Regions from separate parts of the Mus musculus genome. Here all the other regions are linked to region 3. The links are chromatin contacts, called in public Hi-C and Micro-C maps. All regions are on one chromosome and are shown on one strand. Each heading gives the region's core, a stretch centred on a gene start, on an enhancer-like site or on the middle of the called end of the contact. The rest is flanking DNA. Distances are from core to core; before and after follow the strand shown.

Region 1 (3,306 bases), core at 194-2,693, 200 kb after region 3:
TTGGACAGTTCTTCCTCTTTTCTCACTTCTTTGGTATTCTGCTTATTTAATCATAAGCCTACTGATATTCCAACACTTTGCCTGAAGTTCATATTTTCTCAAAAAATTTACAATATCTGTAATTAGATGATAAGTCCAACATCAGTGCTACACAGCCAGTACCTTAAAAGAATCATTGTTTTTCTTTTAAAAATGTTCAGTATTTTTTGGTTCTTGTTTGTTTGTTTGTTTTTTAAAGACAGATTCTTACTCAGTAGCCCAAGCTGGCCTCAAATTTCCCCCAAGGTTTCTGCCTCAGCCTTCTGGGCAGTAGGATCGCAGGTGCACAGCATTACACAGGGTCTAACTAGACAGCACTGTCTCCCTACACAGCCCAGACTGGCCGCCAACTGATCAGCCTCTTCCTTCAGTCTCCTGCTTGTTGGCATTACAGCATGTGGCAACACATTTGATTCAGAATCTTTTAAATGGATCAGTTTATATCAAATCAAGGGTGGGAGACAGGTGTGTAGGCGTCATTTAGAGAAAGTCTTCCTAGTTAACACTTTCCTGTTTCTGAGTAGGAAGCAGTCAGTACTTTCCATCACCACTTGGCAAACATTTATGCTTTCATAAAAATACTATGTGTCTTTTAAACTAAAATTGACAATAAAATATGAAAAGTGAACCACTAATGAGTGCACATATATAAACATGTGCTAGAACACTGGCTTTAGCCGTCTTCTCTATTTTACCATGTGCAAACAAGATTACTTTAATGGTCGGGTTAAAAAAAAAAATCAATGCTACTTCCAGCACAGTTCCTCACTTGCACTAAGTGCTCAGCAAGTGCAATACATTTATAATTATTATTCCTGTGGTGCTAAATATAGCACTAGGTATATGTGCTTAAAATGTTTTATGGATTCAAAATATTTTATTGCTCATGTCTTCTACAGGGTCACATGAATTTCTACTTTTAAACCAAGTAATTCTGTCTGTGGGGGAAACAGTGAGAGAGCACTTCCTTCTGAAGCAAATCAGGGGAAGCAAGCAATTAAATGCTAAATTGAGCAGAGTAAACGCTAAGCCCTATCTGATTTTAGAAGAAAGGGTTACAAGGCTAAACTAGTTACAGAAGCTTCCCAGGAGTGGTGGGGAGCTGGGCGAGCCTAAGCACAGTCCCAGCACAGCAAATGGACATCGTCTTCACTGACTCACGAGTCAAAATGAAAGGACCACACAGTATTCTACAAAGAGCAACAATTCCTGCACTCCGGCTCCCACAGAATGAGTCCTCCCAGCAAAACACAAAAACTTCCTTTCTCTCGCCATAACTCCTGTTCAGGTTACAGGGCAATTTCATTCAGCCTGCCCATTAACACAGAAATGTGTTTGAAGGTATTCAGTCTCTGTCCATTTCACCAGATGGCAACCTAGATGTCAACAAATCAGACTCAAATATTAATGAGCAAAAGGTCATGATGAGGTAATCTCCGAGGTTCTACTGGTTCCTGTTCTCTGACCCTATCCAATTCCCCCTGCCCTTTCTTCATGCCTTTTTCTCCATACACTTACAATCATGGGCTCATTTTCAAGACACACCCTCTGGACTGTAATTTCACTTAAAGTGTGTTTTAAGTGGAGGACTCCCAGATGCCAGACAGCAACCCAAGGGTAATCAGCAGATATAAGAGTTCCAAATAAAAGGGAGACCCTCTAAACCCAAATCTGATTTTGAAATTTGATTTTTAACTACTAGGACATGGGAAAGGGGAGGAAAAAGGAAACCCCTCTTTCAAACTTTCCAATAAGCTATTTAATAAAGTGACAAAGCAGAGCATATTAAAATATTAACCAAAGCTTCCAGGAAAACCTGTATAATCCCAATTGTTTATTCAAGACCTTTACAAACCTCATAAAAAATTAAGTGGGTTTGGAAAAAACACACTACAGCCATAGGAGAAAGTTTACAAAATACAATGGTGCCGACGCCTGCCTGTCTGCCAGCCAGTCCCTTTAATTCCAATGCAGACTTATTACTCAGTTCCTAACTGTCAGTCCCTAAGTAAGAGTACTGTCCCTCCCAAACACCTCATTAGCTGCCTTGCCTTCTTGCTTTCTTGAGCTAATGCATCCTGTAGGTGTTCTGCTTCTTATTCTCTGCCAGTAACAAATGCTTCATTTCAGAACACCTAAAACCTTGAGAAGACTCTCACAGGAAACTCGTTTAAAAACCCTTATGTGAATTTAATCAGATTTTTAATTAATTTGGGAGAAAAGTACATGAACAGCATGTCCATTTATGAGAATCAGTAGTAAAATAAGACAGGCCTGAGGAGAAGCTAGACTCTGTCTGGTTCACATCAACCTTGGATCAAATCTTGGCCATTCACTCGCATAACCATAATAGCACTAGTTAATCTGGTTGGACACAGCTTCCTCACAAGTAAACAGGGATAATAATTCCAGTCTTGACTGTGTGTATGAATGAAAACGGAATCCAGAGCTGCTCAGCCTGCAACAGGGGGATGGGACAGCTACTTTGTTACAAGACACTCTTACAACTTAAATAATAATCACCCACAGTTTAAGGAAAATTTAAAGTGAAATTGCTTGAGTTTCCCAGGCAGAATTAAATACTCCACATCTCATTAAAACATAGGTATAGAAAAATACAACATAAAATGTCAGCATGAACTCAGCTCATCAATAATCTTCTGGCACTAAAAAATTCATTCTTGAGTTCATTAGATTATAGGAAACAGAAATGCAAAAATCACACTGTTTGGGAAGAAAAATATTCATAAGTCATTTATATCTCAAATAAACACGTATATTCTCTCCACTCCTCTCATTTCCCCTCTGAATAGCTTGAGGAGGGAGCTATAAAGAGGGGCTCCTTTGGGCCTGGTACAAAGGCTTCAGAACATGTCAAAAGTTAGAGAGTAGAAAGCCAAAAGACTGCCTTGTTCACTAGGAATGTGATACCACACAACTAGGTAAAGTGTAATGAAGCCAACAGCCAATGAAATCAACACTAACCTGCCATCTATCTGGCTAATAGTCTTCAAAGCACCTTTCCTCCAGTACTTCCAAAAGCAGAGACCCAGAAAAGGACAAAAAGCTTCAAAATGAAGACCAACGAAACCAGAGACAAAGCCAGAAGCTCAGTGGAAGAAAGTTTGCCCAGAATTCTGAATATGGAACAAGAGACATGCTTCAAAAAGCACTCTACTATTCATACACAGTTCTGGATGATCCCAATAATCAGAAGCATGGCAGGTCTATATACTTCGCACTTTCTCCTCTTTCATCATAGGATTG
Region 2 (3,271 bases), core at 314-2,813, 180 kb after region 3:
CCCCAGAGTTCTAGGGAGAAAAAACAGGACTATAGGTTGACTTCAATCATGTGGTTAATTTTTTAAAACACATGTGCCTATGCAGGGAAACCCAAAGAGGAATTATGGACTCTGAGGTTCAGTGTGGCTTCCTAGCTAGTAAAACATTGAATGCTGAAGGAAGAGCTAGCTCCATAAAGCAAGTCCAAGGAAGAGCTACACACACCTTCACCTAATCAGGTCTTTGTACTTTCTCTGTTGGCCTACTTCTAAGTTGTAGTCTCTATGAGAAAGCTGTAATTCTAAGCAGTACAGAACTTCCAGTGTGTTCCAAGAGCTTATTAAACTTGGGAGGCTTTCAGGGAATCCTTGCAATTGTGGTCAGCTGGAAGGAGCATGGGTGAATGCGGGAGGACTGACTTACTACTAGAGTGTAAAGCCAGGCAGTCCTGAAAAATTGTCCTTGGTCTGTGGGGTGTGTGTTAGCTTTTACAGCTGTGTGTTAACTCTTGCTGCTGTCTAGGGTGTGTGTTAACTTCTGCTAAATTGCACTTCCTGGTGAGCCACCCAGCTTCATTAAGAGATTTCTTGTTAGAACACAGATACTATCCCGATTAGGCACAGAACATTTGGATACCATGTTCATGTTTAACATTGAGATTGTAACCACAGTTCTTCTAGCAAAAGCAATATGAAAACAGACTTGGAAACAAGCAGACAACAGCATTTCCTCCAACGAACGAAAATGCTTAAAGATTTCGCTGCCAGAGATCATTTTTGAGATGTTACAGGAAGTGGGTCTCTGTCTTTCCTAAAGGAACTTAGTGTTTCCTCATGCCTTTTAATTCTCACTCTTCATTTCATGCATTGTTTTAGAATTAGTTGGGATTGAGAGTAGATTAGTTGGGGAGAATTTGAATGTCAGGTATTACTACAATGACCCACACCCATGTTAAATGCTCTAAGTGGGGCACTGGGCCCCCTCCTCATCCATGGCTAGTAAGTTTATTTTTAGAAGTCAGGTGCTGCATTTGAGCATGAAACTAGCACAGGGCTTCATTTGAGATGACAGTTTATTTTTTTCTCTTTTTTCCTTCCTACATCAGGCAAATAAAAACAAATAAATAAAGAACAACATAAAAACACCGACAAGAAGATAAAAATCTCTGCCAGCAATCCAAATGTTCTGGGCTGGAAGCTTTTAGTGAGGGGCCAGAGGTGGCTGAGCAGTGCAGGTGCCCTGGAGAGGTGGGAGACATTAGCTCTTCAGACACTCCTGGAAGAGGCAATAGCACTTAGGAAGCATTTAGGGTTGAAGAAAAAGGTATACAAGCAATTTCTTCCCACAACAGACTGGTCCTTTTTAAGGACAACCTTAAGTAGTAGGAAGCATAGGAGATGAATGAGCAATTCAAGTATTAAAGGCACTTCTGTCTTTAAAATGGTCCTTGCTGAAAAAGCCCTCAAAAATGCTTTTGTAGGGGAGAGTGGAGAACCTCGCCCTTCTTCCTGGTTAGTTGCCAGAACAGGGGATTAAGCTACATCTTGTTTCCATCCATTGACAGGAGACATCTGACTGAGACTCCAGTGAGTCAGAGGGAAGGGCAGGCCTCAGGCAGTCTGATTGCTGGGATTAGGTAAACACAACACTAGGGAGCTACATTTCCTTAAAAAGTGCATTATTCAGAATGAGAGGACAGAAAGGATGTCAGGGCATTACACACATTTTATTGATGCTACAGAAAAGTGAAGAATGCTTTCTTTGTGCTTGGTCCCTTATATAAAATACTTGGTGTTATTTATAATGTAAGGGAGGACAGCATGGCCACCAACAGTCTGGGGTCACAAAGGCCTGAGGACATTTACCTACTCAGTTTCTTTATGGTGCATGTATTCAACCAACTCGAGGAACTCTGGTTTCTATAATGAGACTGCAGAACATGCTCATTCTTAAGTCTTCGGGGCCCTCCTCGCTAATCCAGTGTGTTGCAGGCCTCAGAACCTGTGTAAGGATTCTTCATCATTTCGGATACATTCATGCAAAATGTTCCTAACTAGAACAGAGGAAATCTGGTATCTTCAGAAATTTGAATGTTTCTGTTTGCTAATAATTTAGTGAAAGAGTATACATGTGTCTTCACATGATAGCTTAAGTTAAAATTTGGCTGCATCAAAAAATACTGTATAAAGATTCCTTTAGCTTCTACATAAGGTGCCCATGAAACAAATCAATATTGTGTTTAGACTTAGCTCTCACTCCTAAAACAGATCATCATATTACAAGCACTTCAACACTAAAACCAGAAACAGTTCTTTCTGGTCCAGGAGATACTTACAACTTATACTAGAAAAAATACTTGTTGTTTATTTGAAATTCAAACTTGACCCAGATGGCCTGTTGGCTTTAACTGATAACCCTACTTATAACTAGCTCTGTTTCAGGTCCAACACTCACTTCTGCATTTTTCTTAATTTTCACAGTGGTATTTGAAAACTGAAATACTGTCATGTCAATCTCATATGTAAAGTGACAGTTCTCAGTGTCTTAGAATCCAGTACCCAGTTCATACTAAGTCTTACAAGATTTATAATAACTAAGGGTTGTATCACCTCCTCCAGCTACCTGACTTCATTTTAGTCATCTTGTAGCTATAACAAACTTGTCTAATATAGTAAGCTTTTATTTTCCTCTCAGTTTGTTCATACCACTGCCCATCAGTCTTTTGCCCATCAAATTCCCCAAAGAACCTCCTTCTAGGTAAACGGATAACGACAGTCATCTAGTATAACTACACATTCTATCCCAGCCCATGCAGAGCACTAAGTTAATAGAAGGTCTAAGGCAGAGACGGAGACTTAAAAATTCACCAGATACTCAATGATTAAACCCAGAATCATTCCTGTCTAAAAGAACGGCAGGGACAAAAATGGAGAAGATACTGAGGAAAAAGAGGTCCAGTGACTGGCCCAACTTAGGATCCATCTCAAGGGGAAACTCCAAGGCCTGACAGTGTTACTGATGCTGTGGTGTGCTTACAGACAGGAGCCTAGCATGGCTGCCCTCCAAGAGGCCCAACAAGCAGCTGAAAGAATCAGATGCAGATACTTACTCCCAGCCAAAGGACAGAAGCCAGAGACCCCTGTGGTTGAATTGAGGGAAAGGCTGGAAGAAGCTTAGAGGATGGTGACCTCATAGGAGGACCAGCAGTCTCAAGTAACCTGGGACTCCCCTCCCCCGGGATCTCTCAGACACTGAGCTACCAACCAGGCAGCATACATGAGCTAGTCTAAG
Region 3 (3,322 bases), core at 88-2,587:
TTTCTCTAGCCAGAATAAAAATGTGAGCAAGAGTAAAGTGGGGACCGAAAGGCCAGGCAGTGGTGGGTGGGAAGCATGCCTGGGCACTTAAAGACCAACTAGGCTCGTCTAGTGTCCCTCAGCTGTCTGGGGACAGTATAGCTGAAAGAATAAAAGAGGTAATTCCCAGAGTTCTGTAGCCCCACTAGCTCCAAGGAATCTTTGGAAAGCTAACCTCATAGGGTCCCAGACTGCCTTTGTTCTATTCTGAGGTCCTCCCCCTGCCCCCCCCCCCCCCATATCCTGAGTCCCTTGTCTGGAAAAGCCCTGGGTCAGCAGGTTCTGCTCAGACCCTTTTGCAGAGCTTGGGTGGGAACTGTAAAGTCCTGCAGATAAGAAGGGCCCCCACCCTAGATTTCGGCTTTTGTCAGAGCGTTCCTCTCCCTGCCTTTGCCCATCACCCTGCCTCTCTGGGTTCTCCAGAACGGGCGCCACAAGGCCAGTGGTAGCCCTCTGGTGCCCAGAAACTCAAGGACAGGTTAGAGGACACCGCATAAGTGTGCCCTCGCTCTTGAGAGAGGGGCTGGACTCCTGCTGTCCAAGCTGCTGTGAAAATCACCTCCAGTGTTAAGAATTGCCTCTCTAGAGCTCACAGAACTAAATGACCCACTCCCCAGCGGGCTGTCTGGCTGTACAGAGAATTCAAGAAGCCCCTCACAAATGCCACTTGCCTGAACCTCACCAGCCCCAGCCTCTTTGGAGGTACCTTCTTTCTGGTCACTGCTACCAAATCCAAGGGTATATTCAATTTCTGCCGTTTTCTCCTTCAGGCCGTCCTTTTCTCTGTCCCTTGCGGAGACTTGCCCCTACCTCCTACCCACACCCATGTATCTTCAGCAATATTCTTGATTTTTTTTTTCAATAACAGTCCATGTGCAAAAGGATCAGTCTGGCAGGAGTCTGACTCCTCACTCCCAACTTCACAGACAGGCCCGGCTAGAAGGGGCCCCTCACCCACCCATCTACAGCCCTCTGGGAAAGAACTTTCTCTTTTCCCTGGGAGGCAGCCAAGTCCCATCACACTCCTCACCTGGGGAGGCCTTGGCTCCAAACACTTTGCCCAGGAGGAATTATTTTATAGAAGTGACTCTTCCCATCCTCCGCCATCAAAGCCCCAAGCCCAGACTTCCTTCTGCCCTACAACCAATACAGTCTAAAGCAATCTGAAAATGGACTTGCCGATAGAAGGTGGAAGGGGCGCAACTGGCAGCTGTGTCCAAAGGAAGAGCCCGCCCGATGGCGATGGGGTATGGGCAGTGCCCCAGGCTGGCTGTGGCTGGCAGGGACACTGTCGAAGAGATGGCGCTCCCTCAGACCCAGGGAGCCAAGAGCCCTTTATAGCCTGAAACCTGCCCTGGCACCGCCCACTGGGCGGCTGCAACAAGGGCCTGCAATGAGGGGTGTCCCTGGGAGCTGGGGGGGCATTGCTCCTAGGACTTCAGGACCAGGCCCCATGCACAATGGTCTGGGAGACAACCACCCTAGGCAACTCTACGTCCTGGTATGTATGTGACTCTCTCTCTCTCTCTCTCTCTCTCTCTCTCTGTGTGTGTGTGTGTGTGTGTGTGTGTGTGTGTGTGTGTGTGTGTGTACTCCCACACACGCGCACTCCTGCTTAAACGTCCATTCAAAGACCTCAGCTCTCTTTCCCCTGTGTTCTTTCTCTGGCAGCAGTTTTGAAAGGATGGGGACAGCAGTGTGTTTCTGCTCAGTTTATCAAGTTACACTTGGTGACAAAGGACTGAAGGACAATCAGGATCCAGGGAGAAAAAAAGAAAGCGTGACAGGGAACCCAGAGCCTTTGTGGAAGGTAAAAACACTACAGAAAAGGGCTGGGCAGAGCTTGAAGTGAACCAGCCTGCACACTGCTTGGTGTCACAATCTGCCTCCTCCACCCTCTTCTGGAGTTTCGGAAATCCTGGGCAATCTCAGAAAATACAAGCGTGTTGATTTGTAAATAGAACACTGCTCATCTGGCATAATTGAATTAGACAAACTAGAGTGCAGTCTCCTCCCTCCTGGGCTGTCAGGACTCCCATCTCCTTTCCAGTCCCTACGCCAGGGAAGCATCGTCTCAGAGGTCATTCAGAAGGAAAAGGACCCTCTGTCCCCCATCACAGCCCGGCTAGCCAGCTCTCTTTAGGGGAACAGTGGGGACAGGCATGGGATGGACTCTCCCTGCTAATCCAGCTTCCATCTTTTGCCAGGATGGCTTAATGGACAGAGATGGCCTATCAGGGCTGGTTTGTGACAAAGGAGGGCACAGAGGAGCACTGGATTGCTTCTCATTGGGGACAGGGGATAGAGTGGCAGCCAGATGCAGCCAGCCAGCTTAGGAGAAAAACAACAGAAAGACAAGCAAGACCCTCCTGCTTCCCCAGCCTGTGGGGTTCTGTTCCAAAGCTGCTGCCAGACAAGCTAACCCTTGCCCCAGGCTAGGCTGGAGATCTAGTTGGCAGATTCCTCAAGTTAAAAATGCCACAGGTTACTTCCTCTTGCCTGTGACCTCTATTCTCTCTCTCTCTCTCTCTCTCTCTCTCTCTCTCTCTCTGTCTGACTCTTTGTATCTCTGTGTCTCTGTCTGTTTTTCTGTCTGTCCATTTCTCTGTCTGTCTGTCTCTCTAAATCTGTCTGTCTGTCTCTGTCTCTGTCTGTTTCTCTCTGTCTCTCTGTCTCTTTGTGTCTCTATCTGTTTCTTTATCTCCTATCTGTCTGTCTCTGTCTGACTCTGTCTCTCTCTCTGCCTCTCTCTCTCTCTCTCTGCCTGTCTCTCTCTTTCTGCCTCTCTCTCTGTCTCTCTCTCTCCACCTCTCCCCCCCCTCCCCCCAAGGAGAAGGGAGAGCAGGATCGCAGACCTTGTAGTAACTTAAGCTCTCCCATCCCAGCTCCAAGCTCAGACCAAGGCTGGAGCTTTACCTAATCCCCCTCAGACACTGGTATGGTGGCGAAAGATAAGAGGGACCATACTTAGTAACTCTCCCCATTATGACTACACTTGCTACATCAAGACCATTTTAATAATGCCTGTGATTCCTCCAAGGCCCTACCCAGCAGGCCCTAAAAGGGTCTTGGAAGGACTCCAAGCCTTTCTACCACCTTGTCTCCACCAACGTCCTCTCCAAACTCCATGTTTCCTATTTAACTCATCCCTCATCTCCTACAACAGCCTTTCTCTGCAGGCATCTGGGCCTTCTTGGACCTGCTCATTAAATTCTCACTCTGTGACTTCACACCCTCTCTACTGTCCTGCTCTTTTGGGTCCATTCATTCTTCATGTACAGGC

What was found. Hi-C and Micro-C count contacts between places; a contact is called where the count stands out from the background.
Region 1: a contact with region 3 is called in a Hi-C map of the N1E-115 cell line, with 10 times the contacts expected there. The contact joins the enhancer-like site here to the promoter of Cyp26b1 in region 3. A contact is called at or near these places in 11 of 39 promoter capture datasets (the 3T3-L1 cell line, 3T3-L1-derived adipocytes, the HPC-7 cell line and 8 more), 2 of 484 Hi-C or Micro-C datasets (the N1E-115 cell line and nephron progenitors), 3 of 115 datasets of contacts at active chromatin or transcription factors (bone marrow-derived macrophages, embryonic hindbrain and stem cell-derived neural progenitor cells) and 3 of 9 other capture datasets (embryonic stem cells, liver and macrophages).
Region 2: a Micro-C map of the HL-1 cell line shows a contact between it and region 3, with 4 times the contacts expected there. The contact joins the enhancer-like site here to the promoter of Cyp26b1 in region 3. A contact is called at or near these places in 8 of 39 promoter capture datasets (the 3T3-L1 cell line, 3T3-L1-derived adipocytes, the HPC-7 cell line and 4 more), 3 of 484 Hi-C or Micro-C datasets (the HL-1 cell line, the N1E-115 cell line and nephron progenitors), 2 of 115 datasets of contacts at active chromatin or transcription factors (pancreatic cancer cells and stem cell-derived neural progenitor cells) and 3 of 9 other capture datasets (adipose tissue, liver and macrophages).

What each region holds. Positions count from the first base shown.
Region 1 is chr6:84,795,053-84,798,358 of GRCm38.p6, forward strand. All of the region lies in intron 18 of Exoc6b (exocyst complex component 6B), which reads right to left. Among named protein-coding and RNA genes, the nearest start is that of Cyp26b1, 200 kb to the left of the region's middle. Within about 2 kb of position 1,444, at least 7 of the 459 cell types and tissues checked have an H3K27ac peak or open chromatin away from gene starts, as enhancers often do. A contact at or near this core is called in the N1E-115 cell line, where this site is marked.
Region 2 is chr6:84,774,533-84,777,803 of GRCm38.p6, forward strand. All of the region lies in intron 19 of Exoc6b (exocyst complex component 6B), which reads right to left. Among named protein-coding and RNA genes, the nearest start is that of Cyp26b1, 180 kb to the left of the region's middle. Within about 2 kb of position 1,564, at least 32 of the 459 cell types and tissues checked have an H3K27ac peak or open chromatin away from gene starts, as enhancers often do. A contact at or near this core is called in the HL-1 cell line, the N1E-115 cell line and pancreatic cancer cells, where this site is marked.
Region 3 is chr6:84,592,571-84,595,892 of GRCm38.p6, forward strand. Cyp26b1 (cytochrome P450, family 26, subfamily b, polypeptide 1) reads right to left here and starts at 1,338. Exons shown (of 7, transcript NM_001177713.1): 1 at 1,219-1,338.